2 separate regions of the Danio rerio genome follow, and region 2 is linked to region 1. Evidence: chromatin contacts called from public HiChIP or PLAC-seq data. All regions are on one chromosome and are shown on one strand. The core of a region is the stretch at or near the end of the contact, and the rest is flanking DNA. Distances in the headings are between cores, read along the strand shown. Region 1 holds the start of dynlrb1 (dynein, light chain, roadblock-type 1). Region 2 holds the start of cfap92 (cilia and flagella associated protein 92 (putative)).

Evidence for each region. HiChIP or PLAC-seq counts read pairs in DNA pulled down with a chosen protein or histone mark.
Region 2: an H3K4me3 HiChIP or PLAC-seq map of gastrula embryo shows a contact between it and region 1, with 2.3 times the contacts expected there. The contact joins the promoter of cfap92 here to the promoter of dynlrb1 in region 1. A contact is called at or near these places in 2 of 4 datasets of contacts at active chromatin or transcription factors (embryo and gastrula embryo).

What each region holds. Positions count from the first base shown.
Region 1 is chr11:28,681,126-28,684,847 of GRCz12tu, forward strand. dynlrb1 (dynein, light chain, roadblock-type 1) reads left to right here and starts at 1,589. Exons shown (of 4, transcript NM_201188.1): 1 at 1,589-1,622; 2 at 1,927-2,002; 3 at 2,150-2,317. The coding sequence starts at 1,620.
Region 2 is chr11:28,763,819-28,767,540 of GRCz12tu, forward strand. cfap92 (cilia and flagella associated protein 92 (putative)) reads left to right here and starts at 1,575. Exons shown (of 15, transcript XM_073916797.1): 1 at 1,575-1,716; 2 at 1,878-2,094.

The sequences.
Region 1 (3,722 bases), core at 339-2,838:
AACATAATATAATATAATATAATATAATATAATATAATATAATATAATATAATATAATTTATTTTTCCAGAGATGGGTTGTGGCTGAAAGGGCATCCGCTGCGTAAAAACGTGCTGGATAAATTGGCAGTTCATACCGCTGTGACGACCCTGGATTAATAAAGTGACAAAGCCGAAAAGAAAATGAACGAGTAATGTAATATATATTGGGCGACATGGTGGCTCAGTGGTTAGCACTGTCGCCTCACAGCAAGAACGGATTTGAATTCAGGCTGGGTCAGTTGGCATTTCTGTGTGGAGTTTGCATGTTCTCCCCGTGTTTGTGTGGGGTATCCTCCGGGTGCTCTGTCTGGTTTCCCCAACAAATACAAAGACCTATGTGGGCAAAACCTGTTTTACAATACATACCAAGACTAACAATAAGGCTATCCGTACCCTTTTCCAAAGAGAACTTATTACTGTACCTTATTCAATCTTATTGGATGTCATTAAAGGATCAACTGATTTGCTGGAAAAAAGTGTGGCTGTTACCACAGAAATATTATGTTAGAAATAAAATTAAAGAAATATCTTATAAACTCCTCCACATATTTTATTGAGCAAAACATTATTTACAAAAAATTTAAAGTTGGATTGATGTAAATTGTATTTTTGTAGTGAATATGAGGAGACTGCTTTACATTTATTTTGGCCTTGCTCATACTCAGTCAACTTATGGAGTGAGGTGCAAAAATTTATTAATAAACAATTACAGTGTTCTAAACCTGTCATTGCCGTGGGAAAATTTACTTTTTGCCATTTCTATGTACCATAATCAAGAGGAAAATTGTTTTTATTTAATTAATTATTTTGCTAACAAAATTTTACATTCATAAATGTAAATTAACCAATAGGAAACCGAATTTAAAGGTGTTGATGACTGAATTATGCTTATATATTAGTAGTATCAGAGACTCTCTAAATAAGAAAGCCCTACACACTTTAAAACTTTGTGAACTCAATGTTATTTTAGGTTGCCTTTTAAAATCTGGTATGGGGGCAACAGATAAAAATTAGCTGTTGTGGCTAACTCTGGCTACTGTTTATTAATGAGAACTGTCCCTGTTAAATAAAAAAATAAATAAAATAAGTAAATAAATAAAAACGATCAGCATCATCAGCTGCATAAATCTGGACAAGCTGTGGCAACCCCTTATGAATAAAGGGAATAAGCTGAAGAAAAAAATATTGAATGAATAATATATGGCAAACACACATGCTTCACGTGATCAAAAACACTTTAACTTCCTTAAAAACAATGAAGATGTCATTCTAAGTATAGTCGGAAATCTTCGTGTTTATTTTCACGTTTATACACTAGATACTGTTTAACAATATATCTAAAAGTACTAGCAATGAAGTATTTTCACGGCAATACACTAGATACTGTTTAACAATATATCTAAAAGAAGTAGCAGCAATAAAGTAACCTTTTTGTTTCTATCCGAGAGAACTACAAGCTCCAGTCCAGCAGATGGCAGTAACACACAACCGACCGTTCACACACACATTACCTACTTCTACTTCCGTAGCTCGCAGCAGCATCATTCATAGCAACGAAAACAGCGGTTTGTCTTCACAATGGCAAGTAGATTTTTACCACTGATATATGATCATACATGACTTTAATTGAAAAAACATTTTATTCACCACTTTATTTTTCAGAAGAGTTTTTAAATAGGTAAACAATGACTGCTGGGCGTTGTCATTTGCGAGATGGCCCTTAGTAGCCAACAATTTCTCGAGTAAACAAAAGCAAAAACACGACATTTTTTCAGTAAAGACTAATTTATTAATTTAACGGAACGTTTATCTTGAAGCATACTAACTATTTAGCCGTGTTATAAGCAGGTTTTGTGGTTTAATTGTCTGTTTTAATCTGTTTCAGGCCGAGGTGGAGGAGACTATTAAAAGGATTCAGTCTCAGAAAGGAGTACAGGGAATCATCATTGTTAATGCAGAAGGTATCTATTATTTGCCAATTAAGAAATAAGCAGATGTAATTGCGTGTTTTGGTTGAGCTGCAAACAATGTCATGTGCTTCAGTGCAGCATAAAACAAAGACATCTTTGTTGTTGGGTCTTTAATATGTCCTGTGTGTTTTCTCGTAGGAATCCCCATTAAAAGCACTCTTGACAACACGAGCACAGTTCAGTATGCTGCTAACATCCATCAGCTGCTCATGAAGGCCCGGGGAATAGTGAGGGACATCGACCCTCAGAATGATCTCACCTTTCTACGAGTTCGATCAAAGAAGAATGAGATCATGATTGCACCAGGTAAAGATACATTAGAGATGTAACGGTATGAAAATGTAGTATCATGATTATATTAAAGAAATGTATCACTGTTAAAAATACCAAATCATGTAAGACATTCCACCAAGTTTTACATCTGCATATGAAAAAACAACAAATGCAATCTGCAGTTTTTTTTGCAATCTCGTGGGTTCATTCTAAAACGCTTAACGTTGAAAAAGCCTAACAGGGCTTAAAGGGCACATAGTTTACCCCTTTTTATGATTTAATATTAGTATTATGGTTCTTCTGAGTGTGCCAGTGTAGGTTCAGTTCAAAACACAGTTCAGATGTTTTTATTATAGTGTGTTCAAAAGTGTCATGTTGGGGGCGTTTACACAGTTGCTGTTTTAGGCATGTGTTGCTTCACATGAAAATTAGTTTCGGCTTCCCTCCCAACGTAACAAGGGGGCGGAGCCAAGAGCTTACCCGCTCTGTGTTTGGCAACAGACAAGCAGACTGTGAGATGGAGCAGGAGTGAGAGGATCAGCATTCAGCCGTACATGTTCGACTCGGACAAAGACCAAGCAGAGAGTGTCTTTGTGTCTTTGGACAGTTTTACAGACAACTGTGTTCTAGTTTAAAGTGCCGAGGTTGTACACTGATACTAATAACCACGCACACTGAATTAACTTTGACTGCGACACCGGATGCGCCGCGACATGGCACACCAGACACTCTCTGTGGCGCGGCAGAAACATTAAGTGTCCCGAATCGTCGCGCCACGCATTCTAGAACTCTAAACACAGGCCTACATCAGGGTAAACACAACTGCGGCTGTTTGCGGCGCCCAGCCGCTGGCTTGAAGCGCCATTGTGTTTACCCTGACAGAAACCCACGCCCAGAACTCCAAAATGCAAGGCGCTGCATCAGCGTCACGCGACGCTTCTGGTGTGCGGCCTGCAGGCAACGCACATGAAGCAACGCGCTTGCACTTTTCCAGCTGCACCAAGTTAAGATCACAGGGAGCTTCTGCGACCTCGAGAAATGCAAACGGCTGAAGTTTAAGGTAGACGCAATGAAAAGTACACGTTTGCAAACCTACCTAAAGATACAACCAATAATTCCGATTAGAGCGATAATGTGGAGAATATTGAGCTTATTTTGAGCCTAATAAGCCTAACATCTAAAAATAGAGCAAGGGTGTTCCTTTAGTGATTTCTCTTTGACTCGCGCTGAAAATGGTGAACGTAAATCAACAACCTAAGGATATGATGACCCGCCTGTCAATCAATATTGGTGGGTGGGGGAACCGCACTCCTATGTCAAGTTGCGGTCGCTCTAAAAACCGCTCCAATTGGTCCACAGTTTTATGTTGTTAAATTGAAAAAAAAGGACTGGGTGTGTTTATATCACCCCAATATGACAGTCTATATACTATACTTAC
Region 2 (3,722 bases), core at 325-2,824, 83 kb after region 1:
GGACTTTTATTATAAATTTAGCATGGACTTCATGTGAGTAAAATCACATGACTTCAAGTTTGTGATCTATTGTGATAGTTTGTGATCTATTCAAGTAACAAAATATGTATTAAAGTGTTGAAAATGTTTTTAGATTTGTTTTCTTTCAAACATTTTTTGTTGTCCCATATTATCAAATATGATTGATAATGTGGGACAGCATGGTTTGGGTAATCTGGGACAGTCTATCGAATGGGAGAAATATGCATTTAGAGACTTTGTAAGTTTAATGACTACGAAGATGGAATGTACAATGTGCTGTACACAAACACACACACACACACACCCTTACACACAGTCTATCTCTCTCTCTCTCTCTCTCTCTCTCTCTCTTACACACACACACACACACACACACACACACACACACACACACACACACACACACACACACACACAGTCTTTCTCTCATATACATAATGTCCCAGATTACGAAGTGACCTGTCCCAGATTATCAAATTCAGGCAGAATTTTTGTTTTTGACAAATAAATACTAATAGGTGTGGCATGGCTCTTCTCAGTATAATATCTATATTATGTTTTCTTAGGTGGTTAGAAAACATCTTAGGGATTTTAGAAAAGTCTCATATGTGGTTCTAGTTAGACAGACATTGAAAATGAGAGCTGAAGTCAAAATTGCAAAAAGTGTCCCAGATTACCCGAATTCACCCTACCAGGGCCGGAGTGGGACACCTTTTCAGCCCTGGAGTTTCAAGCTTCAGACCGGCCCACCTCAGTTCACGACTGACTATATTAAAATAAGGTCATTTCCAAATCAGTTTCTAATGACACTATCACGTATTTTTTTGAAAAAAAAAACAGCTGCTTTAGAACTTCAAATGTTCAACAACCCTAACAGTATTATATGTCTTAACAATAAAAACGAAAACAATAAGTTACTCTAATGAGGATCAAACCCGGGTCCGCGGAATCTTTACCTAACATGCTAACCGCTGGACCACAATAACTATAATCAAAATGGAGACACAACTGAGTTTTATTAATTATTATTATTATTATTAAAATAGATGAAAAGAGAAGTGTTGCGGTAAAATAACGAATAAAAAGGCTGTGGTCAAGTAAATAAATAAATTTAAAAAGTGTAACTGCTGAGAGCAAAAGATTCTGGAGCTACGGACACCGGCCCTCGCGGCCAAAAAACGGACCGGCCCACCGGGAGAATTCCCGGTCCTCCCGATTACCCAATCCGGGCCTGCACCCTACTACCACTTAAATTGAATAATATCCTACGTAAAAACTGTATAATATATATATTTTTTCATTTTTCATTCATATTTTGTCACATTTTTCGAGGATAACCTTTTAATGTAAAAGTAATGTATAGCCTACTTGCCATAAAGTTTCCTTTGGCAGCAAGGGGATTGAAATGCTCTTTTCCTTTTAATCCTGAAGCTTTGAAGTGTCGATGGAGTCGAGTGTCGATTGGCCAGTGTGTAACTGCTGCTGACTGTAGTTACTGCTCCATGAGCCGCTTGTCATTTTCTATTTACTAGCGCGCGCTCCTCATTACGTTCACGCGACTCCGGTCGTCAAGGCGACTCAAAGCATTCCTATAACAAAAGCTGACGTTACAAAGTTCTCCAAAGCTTTTAAGATCAGTTAAAACATAAAACACAGCGCTGAAGAGAAAATGCTGAAAAACTGCTGTCGGTTAAGGTAAGTTGTCTGTTCAACGTTTAAAATATCAGTGCTTGTTCAACATTAAGTTTATAACGTGACCTTACGTTGCAGAGGATTTATTCATTGAATAGTTTTGTTGTTGTTGTAACGTTACTTTAAAACCATTACCTGACATCAATATCTCCTCCTGGATCCAGCATTTCTAGATGAATTCAACATCGCCTGACATGGAGAGAATTGAAGATTTGCATTTAAACTCAGCACTGCATACAGAATATGAAGTCGAAGAACTTAACAATTATGATCCATATATTGGGATGCCAGAATACAGTTCTGGGGATGATCAATCATTTACAACAGACTCAAGCCACACTGTCAGCTGTACAGTCAGCATTGCATTAGCTATCTTTAAAGGTATAATATGGTGCTGTTCAGACATTAAAGTGATATTTTACCCAAAAATTAATGTCCTCACCATCGCCTTACACATAAGTGGTTCTAAACCTTTTTTTTTCTGTTAGATTTTTCTGAACAAAAAGCAGCAATTTACATATAAAGAGACAAGAACAAAAGTAGCCTACTACTGAAGGTACACCTTTAAGTAGCTATATCTTCCTTTTTCTTAAACAGAAGAAAGAAATTGATAAAAGTTTAGAACCACTTGACTGTGTGTATAGGGAATTTTAATTTTGGGATGGAACTATCCCTTTAATGTATCCCATATTACATATTTCTGCATTATATTGCACATTGTTAATGACAAAACAATGCCTAAAACCATGCTAAACTCTTATGCATGGAAAATAGTATTAGCACGAATAGGCTACTAATATTATTTTGTATTCTCTTGAATCAGAGCATGAGGAGTGTTTTACAGAGAAAAGAAAAAAAGGGACAAAGAACGAGACATCCAATGAGGTAGTAGAGGCCCCCAGAGCCGAGGGCTATTATTGCATTGAGTACAACATGCTGCCTGATGACCCTGAACCAACCAGAGTAGATCTAGTGATGTTTGGATTAGCAGCTAAGCTCTACATGGCCAGTGAGACTAAGGTAAACCGTTGTGATTAATTAGTGGTTAACAACCGGGCTTGTAAACAATAAATTATTTATATGTAGAATAACGCTAAGTATGCTACTTTGACCTGATAACCAAACATTTGGTGATTCATAAATTATGCACTTGTGGTTTTGCATCACTGACCCCAAAGAAAGCTGGTTTAGGGTATCAGTTAATGGCCTCCTCAAACTTCTATTGTGCACCTCACAGTTTAGGGTGAACACTTTTGTCTTCCACTTAGAAAAAATAATTAGCACATTTTAGAATTATTTGTGCATGCTTTTTAAAATTTAATTTCATTATTATTTTTTTTACTAATGCTCACATTTGTTTCATAATTTAAAAAAATCCATTGCAATATAAAATGATTGTTTTCTATTTTGATACATTTTAAAATGTTATTTATTTTGGCAGTCATTACAGCAGTCTCCAGTGTCACACAATGCTCCAGTAATCATTCTAAAATGCCAATTTGGTGCTCCAAAGATTTATACCCTTATTATCAACGTTTAAAACTGTTATGATTTCTTATTTTTCTAGATTCTTTGACCAGAAGGATCTATTTTAAATATCTATTGCAACATTACAGTTATCTGTATGGTCACTTTTTGATAAATTTAAAGTCTGCATGAAATAAAATTATAATGTTTATATTGCTACTGCACATTGTTATAGTCTTAAGGTGAACATTTAATCCTTGCAAGTTAATCTACTTGGGAAAAACTTTTTACTAGAATTTTTAAACAAAATTCAACCATTTTCGTCTTTGGAATGGCAGTCTTTCTCTTTTGATTTTAGTATGACAATTGTAAAATACTTATAGCCACTTCTCCAACCGTTTTTTCGCTTTAAATGAAACATGACTGAGAGAGCATAAAAATAAACGCCAGTCCCCTACTAAATAATTTGTTTCAGTTGGAAATACATCATAATACTGAAATAAAGGTTGTTACAACTAAAACTTCTGGTTCATGCTGAATTT